Regions from separate parts of the Pan troglodytes genome. Here all the other regions are linked to region 2. A link is a contact called in public Hi-C data. All regions are on one chromosome and are shown on one strand. The core of a region is the stretch at or near the end of the contact, and the rest is flanking DNA. Distances in the headings are between cores, read along the strand shown. Region 1 overlaps XPR1 (xenotropic and polytropic retrovirus receptor 1). Region 2 has its middle 13 kb from the start of ACBD6. Region 3 overlaps XPR1 (xenotropic and polytropic retrovirus receptor 1).

Region 1 (4,050 bases), core at 232-2,731, 350 kb after region 2:
ATCCACTGTCTGGAGGAAAAGGTTGTTGGAGAGTGATTTATTAATACTTGACTCTTCTGTGTGTTGTGTATACAAATAATTTTTATGTTATAAACTTTAGGAATCCTGCCATCTATGCCTTGACCAAATGACTTAATTTCTGTTTTCTGCCCCTCATCTGTAAATTGAAATTAATATGGTTCTTGCTTATAGGGCGGTTAAGTGGATTATATTCATTATTACATAGAACTTGGACCAGTTCCCTCACAGAAAGAGCCTACTAAGAATAAACTATTACTATTTTTATCTTCTTATTAAATACCTACAACAATATTTTTATCAGTCATTGACTACGTATGTTGCTAAAAGTTACCATAAATGTACAGTATATGGTGACTGCATATGAAATTTAGAGACAATAGATAGCACAGTAGATTGGAATGAAGGAGGCTTAGGTTGAAGATGAACGGTTTTCTAAAGGATAAGGGAGTGAATAGACTAGAGACACAGTAAAGAACATAAAGGTAGAAATGAAGTGCAGAAAGAAAAACCATGTGACTAGAATTGTAGTAAGAATAATTTTGCTGAATAGATGAAGTATGATTGTAAAAGGCTGAAAATGCAAACTTGATCTTGTAGGCAGGAATGAGTCACAGATAATTTTTTTTTTTTGAGATGGAGTCTCGCTCTGTTGCCCAGGCTGGAGTGCAGTGGTGCAGTCTCCACTCACTGCAAGCTGCACCTCCTGGGTTCACGCCATTCTCCTGCCTCAGCCTCCCGTGTAGCTGGGACTACAGGCGTCCGCTACCACACGCAGCTAATTTTTTGTGTTTTTGGTAGAGATGGGGTTTCACCATGTTAGCCAGGATGGTCTCGATCTCCTGACCTCGTGATCCGCCCACATTGGCCTCCCAAAGTGCTGGCATTACAGGCATGAGCCACCGCACCCAGCCACGAGTCACAGAGAATTTTTCTGTAGAAGAATGACATTGTGAAAGTAGTATCCTAGGAAGTTTTAATAGCACTGTGTAAGATATATTAGGCAAGGGAAAACTCAAGGCCAGAAAGCCAGATGAAAAGCTATGCAGTACTTCAATGTATGGGGCAGTGAAAATTCAGATCAGGATGCTTACTGTTGGACCAGAAGGAACATAAGGAGATGTTTTGAAGGAAGTAAGAAACAGGAGGTAGTATCAGTAACTCATTGGATATAGAGGAGTAGAGTAGAACCTGCTGAACTTTAAATAGAGATTTGGAAGTTCTCTGAAGAAGGCAGAGAAAAGCAGAGAGCAGGGAACTGAGTCTTAATCCCTGGCTCAACCATAGTAGCCAGGGAACAAACACAGACCAGAGAAAAAAAGAAAATAAACAAAAGAGGCAGGAATAGTCAGGGAGGTAATAGGAAGAGCATCAAAACAAAGCATGGTAGGTGCTGTGATCCCAAGGAAGCAGAGTTTGAAGAAGCTGGGGCAGGGGAGCACTGAGTGGGTCAGTGAGATAAGTGCCACAAAGGGCTGGAAGAAAATGCTGAGTGTGATTGGTGACCTCATTGAGCTCCTGATTTTGAAGTCTAATTATCCTTGTTAGTTACCAGCAGAGGGCAATCTAAACATATACTATTTCTGCTTAAACAAGGGGCTCTTTGGCAATAGATTATTCTGTTCCATGTCAGGTGTTTAACGGAGAAACTCTGGGAAACCAGATTGCACCAAGAGTAAGACATTAGGAATGGAACAGTTGGTGTACAGCGGAGAGTGCAGGGAATCCAAAATAAGATCTGAGTTTCAGTACTGACTTTATCACTCATGCAACCTTTAGCATATCCTTAATGTGTGTGGTTTTTTTGTTTGTTTGTTTGTTTGAAACAGTATCTCGCTCCGTTGCCCAGGTTGGCTCAATGCAGCAGCACGATCATGACTCACTGCAGCTTCAACCTCCTGGGTTCAAGCACTCCTCCCACCTCAGCCCCCCAAGTAGTTGGCACTACACGCCTGCACCCCTCTGCCCAGCTAATTTTTTATTTTTTATAGAGACAGGGTCTTACTATGTTGCCCAGGCTAGTCTCAAACTCCTAGCCTCAAGAAGTCTTCCCTCCTTGGCCTCCCAAAGTGCTGGGATTACAGGCAAGAGCCACCACACTCAGCCACCTGATTTTATTGTTGGTATTTATAGTGGTAAATGGTTTATGTTGGGCTGAAATGTGCTTCACTGTAATTTCACTGTAACTTTAACAATTTGATCCTATTTGGGCTCTCTCACATAACTTATAATGAGTCTCCTCCCTCTTCTGCATTGTATGTTGTCAACTCTTTGAAGAGAAATAACTGTTATGCCTCTCCTTAGGTCTTCTCTTCTGCTGGCTAACTCTTTTGGTTTCTCATGTATGCCTCAAGTGGTGTTTTATCTCATCCTCATCATCCTTATCACAATTTCTTATATTTGTTTTTTGGAGGTTGGTTTTTTTTTTTTTTTTTTTTTGGAGACGTGGTCTCAGTCTGTCACCTAGGCTGGAGTGCAGTGGTGTGATCATACCTTACTGCAGCCTTGAACTCCTGGGCTGAAATGATCCTCCTTCCTCAGCTTCCTGAGTAGCTGGGGCTACAGGTGTGCACTATCATACCTGGCTTTTTTTTTTTTTTTTTTAAAGACAGGGTCTCACTGTGATGCCCAGACTGGTCTCAAACTCCCGGGCTAAGGCGATCCTCTTATGTCAGCCTCCCAAGGAGCTGGGATTACAGGAACCAGCCAGTTTCTTAAGTTTGTTTAATGCTTTTTTCATCCATGTTCTCACTTGATATGCATACTGTCTCCATGAGGTGAAAGTGGTATTCAGTGAAATCGGTGTTATCATTCCTGCCTTACAGAGATAGAAACGGGCACTCAAAGGGTTAAATAGATGCATCATAAAATCAAAGTCAGGTGGCCAGGTGCAGTGACTCATGCCTGTAATCCTAACACTTTGGGAGGCCAACACGGGCAGATTACCTGAGGTCAGGAGTTTGAGACCAGCCTGGCCAACATGGTGAAAGCCCATCTCTACTAAAAATACAAAACTTTGCCAAGCGTGGTGGCACATGCCTGTAATCCCAGCTACTCAGGAGGCTGAGGCAGGAGAATTGCTTGAGCCTGGGAAACGGAGGCTGCAGTGAGCTGAGATTATGCCACTGCACTCCAGCCTGGCGACAGAGCGAGACTCTGTCTCAAAAAAAAAAAAAAAAAAAAAAATCAAAGTCAGTACTCAAACCCAGATCACTACCTTCTGCGTTGCACATACCCTGCCATTGTTCTTGTTACCTTCCTCTGGTTGTGATCTAGTTTCTTAGTGTTTTTCCAATAGTATCTGAAATTGAATAGGAAACTCTAGAATAATCCATCTGGTACAGCAGGTAGCCCCTGTTTAGGATGTATGTTTAATGATGGTAAGACTGGAAATGTGTCTAATACTGTGAAAGTGTTTATATTTGGGTAATGGACTAAGTGCTTTTTGTCCCCCTTGTTACCACTAGATCCAAGGCTCGTGACACTAAGGTATTGATAGAAGACACAGATGATGAAGCTAACACTTGAATTTTCTGAAGTCTAGCTTAACGTCTTTGGTTTTCCTACTCTACAATCCTTTCCTCGACCAACGCAACCTCTAGTACCTTTCCAGCCGAAAACAGGAGAAAACACATAACACATTTTCCGAGCTCTTCCGGATCGGATCCTATGGACTCCAAACAAGCTCACTGTGTTTCTTTTCTTTTCTTCTGGTTTAATTTTAATTTTCTATTTTTAAAACAAATATTTACTTCATTTGCCAATCAGAGGATGTTTTAAGAAACAAAACATAGTATCTTATGGATTGTTTACAATCACAAGGACATAGATACCTATCAGGATGAAGAACAGGCATTGCAAGGACCCTCTGATGGGACGGTACTGAGATATCTCGGCTTCCGCTCAGCCCGGTTTTGACTGGTTGAAACCGGACATTGGTTTTTAAATTTTTTGTCAGTTTATGTGGAGAATTTTTTTCTTTCCTTCATACCCAGCGCAAAGGCACTGGCCGCACTTGCAGGAAAAGTGCAA
Region 2 (4,478 bases), core at 1,096-3,595:
CAATCAGAGCTCACCCAAACAGACAAATTAGGTCTCACTACCTCTGCCAATCAGGGCTCAGCTGTCAATCAATCGGAACTAAGCAAATTTGAATCATTCATTTGCGTAAACTGATCTGATTGGGAACCAGGGCAGGAACTTTATAAAAGCCAAACCCTCACTTTATTCTCTTAAAGGCACCTTGGTTTCACGCTGGAAGCTGTATATTCCTGATTTGCAAACTGTTCACTGAAATAAAGTCTCATATTTTTACTGCACTAAGTCAAATTGGCAGTATTTACCTAAGACATAATCTCCTAGGAAATCCATGACCTCTAATCCAACTCTTTAAGCACATTAGGAGGACTCTAGCATATAGGCAGATAAGCAGGTAGAGATATTAGACAGCATTATCTAATTTGCATAATCTGGAAGTTCATTTGACAACCTTCAAATAAAATAATTACAGAATTTTATTAAATGCACAAAAAGGAATCACAACAAGAAAACCAGAGTCTTGACCTTGGAGTCTTTGTGAAATCTGTATAATGAGCAAAATTTAATGAAAAACATCACATCTTCAAGTTCTCAGAAATAGGTATTTCCTACTAAAAATTAAGAAGAAGAAATGGGCCAGGCGTGGTGGCTCATGCCTGTAATCCCGGCACTGTGGGAGGCCAAGATGGGTGGATCGCTTGAGTCCAGGAGTTCAAGACCAGCCTGAGAAACATATCGCTACCCTGTCTCTACAAAAAATACAAAAATTAGCTGGGCGTGGTGGGATGCACCTGTGGTCCCAGCTACTCTGGAGGCTGAGGTGGGAAGATTTCTTGAGCCCAGGAGGTGGAGGCTGCGGTGAGCTGTGATAATGCCACTGCACTCCAGCCTGGGTGACAGGTTTCAGAGAGAAGGAGGAAGAAGAGGAGGAGGAGGGGGGGAGGAAGAGGAGGAGGAGGGGAGGAAGAGGAGGAGGGGAGGAGGAGGGGGAAATGGAAATGTCATTAACTTTGAAACCCCCTCAGCAGAGGCTGTTTGATGATGATGGACAACTTAACCCAGCATGAATAAGAAAGACTTCTGGGAAATGCGTTTGTGGGTTTACAAACTGACTTTAGAGATGTTATTTATCATTACATGATACAAATATAGGGGTAAATCAAATGCCACAAAGCCAAATAGGATTAGATTATAAAAGCCTAGCATTCTCTTAGACACCAGTCCTGAAGAGATTTCATTGTGCTTGATAAGTATGGAACCACTGAGGAAGGCAAAATTGGTGGACTCAATTAAGGGCATAGTGGCTAGCTGACTTCTGTCCACATTTGCAACATTTTTGTTGCTGTAAATGCAGTAGCTATTATATTAAATGTGTTCAGTGTGTATTTATTAGTAAATATATTTTTAAATTTTCATATTTTGACTTTCTAAAAATTAATCAACAATAACTTGTTAAATGCTGATACTGATCTTTCAGGTAATGTAATACAGTAAAAAGTACACAGACTGGGGAGTCTGATATCATCCTTGCCATTAAGTAACCTAAATTTTAGTTGGAAAAACAAAATTAGTGCTCATGATACAATTAGAAAATCCAGCAAGACTAAAATTAAGTACTAAATTTTGTGGTACAAACTGAAGTTAAATAATAATAGGATTTTTTAAGCTGGATATCCTCTCCATAAAAAGGTCTCAGTTGAGCCCCATTATTTTCCAGAAGAGGCCCCTAAATATTAGGTGACTTGCCTTAGGCCTTACATTTAGGTGAGTGACCAAGTGGATCTAACTCCCAGGTCTTCTAAGGAGTGTGGGCCTTTCATATCTACTAAAACACATTCTGCTCAATTGGCAGAAGGTGCTATTGAACTATTTGCAGATGCATTTGCAGTAAAGTTTTTTTTTTTTTTTTTTTTTAGAGACAAGGTCTCATTCTGTCATCCAGACTGGAGTGTAGTGACAAGATCATAGCTCAATGTAACTTTAAACTCCTGGCCTCAAGCGATGCTCCCGCCTCAGCCACCCAAAGCACTGGGATTACAGGCATGAGCCACTGAACCTGGCCTGAAGTAAAGATCTTTAAGGAAAGTCTCCCTGAACTTGAAGCTAAGAAACTGAAATTTTTTTATCCATTTCTGCAATATTTTTCTGGTTTCAGTTACTGGTTTGAAGAACAAAGGGCCTCAGTAAGACAGAATATATAATTTTATATTGTGCCTTCATAAAATATAATTTCTTTGCATGAAAAATGAGTCCCGTGAGTTTGAATTCCACTCTGGGTGGTTCAGGATTCCGGATATCCATCGTCTTCTGGGCACTGCCGGAGTGCAAGTGGAATATACATATTGACCAGATGATGGCGGCATGGAGCTAGGTTTGGGTTCTGCCCGTGTAACGGGCTGGCTGGATTATCTTTGTTCTTTGGGTCCTTAGGCTTAGGAAAGAGAGGCCTTGCACGTTGTATGGCACAGTAAATGGAACAAATTGTTTATGTAATTATATCTTTATTTTAAACAGCAGCCAAACCCTAATTGTGTTTCTTCTTTAGACTTAGAACCCAGGAACTGAGAGTAAAGACGAAAACAGGCTTTGTTAAGATGTGCTTGGTTTTAAAAAACATGCTCTGACAAGTCCACTTACTATTCTGAATGTTGTAACAATGAGAAATAAGGGTCATACAGTATAGGCTGAGATCAACTTAGCTCTGAACCTACATCATTACTCCCTTTGGATTGTTGTTTTTGCTTTTGTTTGGATTTTCTTTCCTTATGTATATATTAACATTTTTACCATTCCCCAGTTCCTGTGCCTCACCCTCTTCTCCCAAATATTTTGGGGAACTTTAAATTTAAAATTGACATTCTAAAATATGCACAAGAAGATGAAATGTTTAGCATGTATATGTTAACATATGTTTACTAAAGTTTAAAAACTGCAAATGAAAATATACTAAAAACTAAAATTTTTTATATGCTAAATTTTCTTTAAGTTTGTATTCATCAAAATATCCCTTCTTTGTTGATACTAATGTCCACAGCTGAGTATCATCCTGGGAAAAAACCACAGCTTTGATTAATTTTGTGGCATTTATGTTTGAAAGAGTTAATCAGACATCAGTCTTCAAAAGCTGGGAATGGTTTTTATCATCAAGAAAATCTGGTCAGGCATACACAATCAGATATAAACAATTTTGTTTATTTTACCTTAAGAACAGGAAATAACATTCAAATGGTTCTGAAGACATTCAAAAAATGTCTTTAGATTAAAAATAAAATTACCCATTTATTTTTCTGGTTGAAGTCTGATTATAAGTTTTAAATTTCTATTGCTTCAAATGTCATATGACTATGAATACCTTTAGGCCGTTATTTTGGCTGTAGAATTAAAGCTCTTTTCCCTCATCCTCCAGATGAGTCAAGAAAATAGTAACGTTTATTTGAGTGCATCAAATATGGCTTTGAAGTGACAGCACTTTAAACCTTACAGGCAGATATACCATCACACACACACACACGCACACACACACACACACACAGAACACTGGTTCTTTTAATTGGCCTGAATATTGATGTTTCTGCTTCTGATGTTTTTTTCATGATAACTTGTTTTTTTAAATAAACCATTATGAAAATTCTCAAACATATAGAAAAGTTGACAGAATAGTAAATGATCACTCATATTGAACTCACTTCCTGAATTCAACAATTGTTAACATTTTGCCACATTTGCATTATCTATCTACCAATATTTTTGATAAATGACTTGAAAATAAGTTGCAGACATTATGATATTTCAATCCTGAATTCTGTAGTATGTATCTTCTAAAAATAAATTCTATTATAGAGCCATAATATGACATTATCATACCTAAGAAAATTGACAAATATCATCTAGAATGCAGTCCTTTGTATTCAGATTTCCCATATTTCTTTTTTTGGGGGGCGGGGATGGAATTTCGCTCTTGTTGCCCAGGCTGGAGTACAATGGCGTGATCTCAGCTCACTGCAACCTCCACCTCCCAGGTTCAAATGATTCTCCTGCTTCAGCCTCCTGAGTAGTTGGGATTACGCCAGCCACCATGCCCAGCTAATTTTTGTATTTTTAATAGAGACGGGGTTTCACCATGCTGGCCAGGCTGGTCTCGAACTCCTGACCTATGATCCGCCCACCTCGGCCTCCCAAAGAGCTGGGATTACAGGTGTGAGCCACCACGCCCGGCCCAAATTTCCCATTTTTCAAAGAAAACTTTTAAATACACACACAGGCCAGACATGGTGGCTCATGCCTGTAATCCTAGCACCTTGGGAGGCCAAGGTGGAAGAACTGTTTGAGGTTAGGAGTTCGGGTCCAGCCTAGGCAACATGACGAAAACCAATCTCTACCAAAAAATATATGAATATATACAAAAATTAGCAGGGCATGGTGGCTCACACCTGTAGTCTCAGCTACTTGAGAGGCTGAGGTGGGAGGATCACTTGAACCCAGGAGGTTCAGGCTACAGTGAG
Region 3 (4,374 bases), core at 291-2,790, 330 kb after region 2:
CCTTCCACATAACTTATTACAGTATATTATGATTGTTCTGCTTTATTATTATTGCTAGTCTCTTGCTGTGCTTAATTTATAGATTAAACTTTATCTATAAATTTTATAATATAAATATTATAAAATTTTATAATATTTATAGATACATTTCATTTATCTATAAAATGAAACATGGATAGCAGTACTATCCATGGTTTCAGGCACCAACTGGGGGTTTTGGAATGTATCCCCCACAGATTGCAATGGTGCAATCTCAGCTTACTGCAACCTCCACCCGTTGGGTTCAAGCAATTCTCATGCCTCAGCCTCCCAAGTAGCTGGAATTACAGGCGCACACCAAGCCCAGTTAATTTTTGTATTTTTAGGAGAGACGGGTATTCGCCACGTTAGCCAAGCTGGTCTTGAACTCCTGACCTCAAGTTTTCCACCCGCCTCGGCCTCCCAAATTACTGGGATTATAGGCATGAGCCACTGCGCCTGGCTTCTTTTCATTTTTTAAATTCAACCTATTTTCTTTCTTGTTCAGGTTAGGAAATTTCTATTCTATCTTTCAGTTGCCAGTTCTTTCCTCTGTCCCTTCTATTATTCTGTTAACAGTGAGTTTTATTTCAGTTATTGTATTTTTGGCTTCTAATATTTCTATTTGGTTCTTTTTTGTGTTTCCTGTATCTTTGGTGAGACTGTTTCTTTGCTAAGGCATTTTTATCATAGCTGCTGTGAGATCTTTGTCCAGTAATTCCAACATCTCTATCATCTCAGTTTTGACATCTTTGATTGTCTTTTCATTAAGTTTGAGATCTTCCTTGTTCTTCGTATGACTAGTGATTTTTTAAATTGAAAACTGGACAGTTTGGGTATTTTGTTATTAGACTATAGACACACACACACACACACACACACACACACACACACACACACACCCCTACCTCTTAATTATCCTTTGGATTGAGAACATTTCCTGCTTTTGCATGGTATTGCTAGCTGCTAACTGAGAGCTTTGGCAGCCTTACCTTCTGTGGCACAAATAATAGTGCATTCGTGTGTTTGTTTGTTTTTTTTTTGTATTTTGTTGTATTTTGTTCGTTTTTCTTGAAATCAGTGGGAATTATCTGTGGTGATATTACACACAATTTTTTTAATGTCTCGTAAGTGTAATACAGTTAAAACAGCTATAGGAATCATTAGGCATGCAGAAAGCAGCAACTTTTAAGCATCATTGTGACACTCATTGAATTAAAAGCAGCTGTGTTTTGTTGTAAAGGAAAAAAATGATGTCTACAAAATGTTAGAACAATGCCATTAAAGGTTGTATCTAAAAGGCAAGGAAAGTTTAATAGGGGTTTTGCTTTATCTATTTTTAGCTCTCAGGAACTTATCCTCATATAAGTCTGTTGCTTAACTTTTTCACATTCAACTTATTAACAAAAGACCATGAGATTGGCAGAGGAAGCAAAAGGAAAGCTTTATTTCCTGTAAAGGATTACAATCTGCACGTCAGGAAACTAAGCTTCCAGCCAAAACCAAATACATAGGCTTCAGTTACAAAGGGGAGAGGTTGGAATTTATCCCCAGTGGGGTTAGCTCCGCATACATATTTAGCAGGTTATAGGAGAATTTATGAATATTTATGAGGGAAACCAAATGTGTGGTGAGTAAACATATATGTTACATATGTCCCATGTTCACTTTGGAGTAGGCAGTTAACATTAAAGTGAAGTGAAATTCGGCTCTTTGTGTCAAAAGGTGAAACACAGAGCAGAGCACAGAGGCATCTTGTGCTCAGTCTCTGTGGACCAGCCAGAACCAGTCTGTGATCAGCAGTCATTTATCAAAAAGGAATGCTTTGTAAGGCTAGTCACCTATTGTGGCAAAAGCACGATAAGGGAGGGGAGTTTGGCCACAGTGTCAGATGGTCTGTTGAGGTTGGGGAAGAAATCTTGCACACATTGTTTTTAGGGACTGGTTTCTGTTTAATTATAGGAAAGAAAGTCTTGGCGGCTGATAATGAGATAAGGGAATGTGGAGGTGTGACTGACCTCCTGCCTTTGTCAAAGCCTTAGAATCTGGTTTTAAAGTTTTCTGTTTGCCACAGCTGTCCATTTCATTTTGCCTGGAGGGCCTAGGAGCTACAAACTTAATAGGTGTTTTCAGGGACACATTATATGTGTAGGCTGCCCAGAGACTATGTTGCCTTTCCCAAGTATTTGTTGGAAGGTAAAGCATTGTGCAGAAAATACAAAAATGAGTGAAACATAGCCTCAATTCAGTTTGGCAAATATTGATTAAGCCCCTACTATGTCCAGCATGGTACATGGGCCCTAGAAAAATGCTGATGTGAGATCTTTCTGTGAAAGACATTACAATTTAATGGAAAAGACAAATATATATTCAATTTGCTCTACTCTAAAGTTAAATTCTTTTCACAATGCTAGATAGAATACAATATTACAGGAAAGAAAAAAATTGTGTATATACAGAATGAAAGACAGTATAAGCACAAGCAAAATGTTTTGTGAAAAGAATGTCATAGGAAGGAGAGATTAACTTTTTTCTAAACTTTAATGTATTTTGTCCTTTGTTAACATATTATTAAATTTATCTCAAAAATGTTAACTTGAAAAGGGGTTTTTACAGCTGGGCACAGTGGCTCACACCTGTAATCCCAGCACTTTGGGAGGCCCAGGAGGGCAGATTATGAGGTCAGGAGATCGAGACCAGCCTGGCCAACATGGTGAAACTTCATCTCTACTAAAAATACAAAAATTAGCCGGGTGTGGTGGTGTGTGCCTGTAGTCCCAGCTATTTGGGAGGCTGAGGCAGAAGAATCACTTAACCCAGGAGGTAGAGGTTGCAATGAGCCGAGATCATGCCACTGCTCTCCAGCCTGGCGACAGAGCGAGACTGTGTCTCAAAAAGAAAAAAAAAAAAAAAGCGGGGGGTGGGGGGACGGTTTTACTATAACTTTCATTGCTTTTCTCAGCTCCTAACTCAGCCTTTTCCTCTTTATTCTTACAGACCACCTTGTCTCCTACTAGCTTAAGAAAATTGAGGCTATCAGGAATCATTTTCCTTCAGCTACCTTCTCCCTACATACTTATTTAATCTAAATCCCTTTTTACTGTATTTTCCCCAGTCTAAAGTAACAAGGTGTCCTTCCTCCTGTGCACTGCTCTAATTTCCCCTTGTCCCAGGATCTAGCTCTGGCAGTTGTCCCTTGTTTTTCCCAAATCTTCAAACTGTTTGTCATTACTGGCTCCTTCCTTCTAGCCTGTGTACATGCTTAAGAGTCCCCTACTCTAAAAAGATTTCCCTTACCTCATTAAGCCATCGGGTCTAGTCTTTTTTCCTTTTCTCTATCCTACATCTCAAAACAGTAATCTATCTATTCTTATTCTTACTGTCTCCATTCCTATAACCACAATAACTCTATAGTAATTAACACATATTTAGAAACCTTGAAATGTAAACAAACATAGAATTAGAATTTAAATTTTTTAAGAGATAAAGAGAAGCTCTGTAACATTTCAGAGAGTTCTCATCTCTTTGAGTCTTTGGTATTAAAAAAAAAAAAAAAAACTGGAAATAAACTCAACCAAGTGTAGTCAAACACAGTGTGATTCCCCTTATAGATGGAAGACTTATTTCTCATTGTAGCCTGTCCTTTTCATAGAAAGAGCTTCTAAATTATTTTGATGGTTGCAACTACTGTCTGTGTGACTCCCCAGTCTGTATCTGAAGCTTTTTAGTTTTTTCCAGTTGTTTTCTGGGCTTCCTCCACCTCGATGTTTCATAAGTACCTTAAAGTCAACACGTCAAAAAATAAACTCATTTTTTTTCCTAAGCATGCTTCAAGCCCCATGTTCTCTAACTTAGTTTATGGCACCATGCCACTCACCCAGGTTAAAAACTAGGAGTTATTTTTGACTGTATCCTTCATCTCACCTTCAAAATTTACCAAGTCCTGCCAATTTTAGTTCCCAAGTATTTCTTAATTTTTGCCTTACCTCTCTGTTCCTTAAACTTATACTCAATTCTAGTCCTCATTGTTTCTCACTGGGCTGTTGCCACAGCCATATTAATACACTGCTTTCAATCTTTACACCTCAAACTCATCTCCCCAAAGATACCTAGAACCGCACTGTTGCATAATTTAACTACCAACTACATCAATCTGTCGAGCATTTGAAGTGTGCCTAATCTAAATCGAAATGTGCCGTAAGTATAACATACAAACTGGATCTTGAAGACTTAGTTTGAAACAAAAAACTGTGAAGGATATCAATTTTATTTTGACTATATATTAAATATAAAAGTGATAACATTTTAGGTATAGATTACATAAAATATATTATTAATTTTACCTGTTTCTACCTT

What was found. A called contact is a pair of places that touch in the nucleus more often than the background predicts.
Region 1: a contact with region 2 is called in a Hi-C map of stem cell-derived neural progenitor cells, with 6 times the contacts expected there. The contact joins two enhancer-like sites. A contact is called at or near these places in 4 of 7 Hi-C or Micro-C datasets (blood, induced pluripotent stem cells and stem cell-derived neural progenitor cells) and 1 of 1 other capture datasets (stem cell-derived neural stem cells).
Region 3: a contact with region 2 is called in a Hi-C map of stem cell-derived neural progenitor cells, with 6 times the contacts expected there. The contact joins two enhancer-like sites. A contact is called at or near these places in 5 of 7 Hi-C or Micro-C datasets (blood, induced pluripotent stem cells, a lymphoblastoid cell line and 1 more) and 1 of 1 other capture datasets (stem cell-derived neural stem cells).

The regions. Positions count from the first base shown.
Region 1 is chr1:68,250,687-68,254,736 of NHGRI_mPanTro3-v2.0_pri, reverse strand. It overlaps XPR1 (xenotropic and polytropic retrovirus receptor 1), which reads left to right. Exons shown (of 15, transcript XM_524986.9): 15 at 3,486-4,050. The coding sequence ends at 3,546. Among named protein-coding and RNA genes, the nearest start is that of KIAA1614, 30 kb to the right of the region's middle. Within about 2 kb of position 1,481, at least 7 of the 24 cell types and tissues checked have an H3K27ac peak or open chromatin away from gene starts, as enhancers often do. A contact at or near this core is called in stem cell-derived neural progenitor cells, where this site is marked.
Region 2 is chr1:68,605,933-68,610,410 of NHGRI_mPanTro3-v2.0_pri, reverse strand. No RefSeq gene overlaps it. Among named protein-coding and RNA genes, the nearest start is that of ACBD6, 13 kb to the left of the region's middle. Within about 2 kb of position 2,345, at least 2 of the 24 cell types and tissues checked have an H3K27ac peak or open chromatin away from gene starts, as enhancers often do. A contact at or near this core is called in stem cell-derived neural progenitor cells, where this site is marked.
Region 3 is chr1:68,272,142-68,276,515 of NHGRI_mPanTro3-v2.0_pri, reverse strand. The region is part of intron 11 of XPR1 (xenotropic and polytropic retrovirus receptor 1); the gene reads left to right. Among named protein-coding and RNA genes, the nearest start is that of KIAA1614, 51 kb to the right of the region's middle. Within about 2 kb of position 1,540, at least 2 of the 24 cell types and tissues checked have an H3K27ac peak or open chromatin away from gene starts, as enhancers often do. A contact at or near this core is called in stem cell-derived neural progenitor cells, where this site is marked.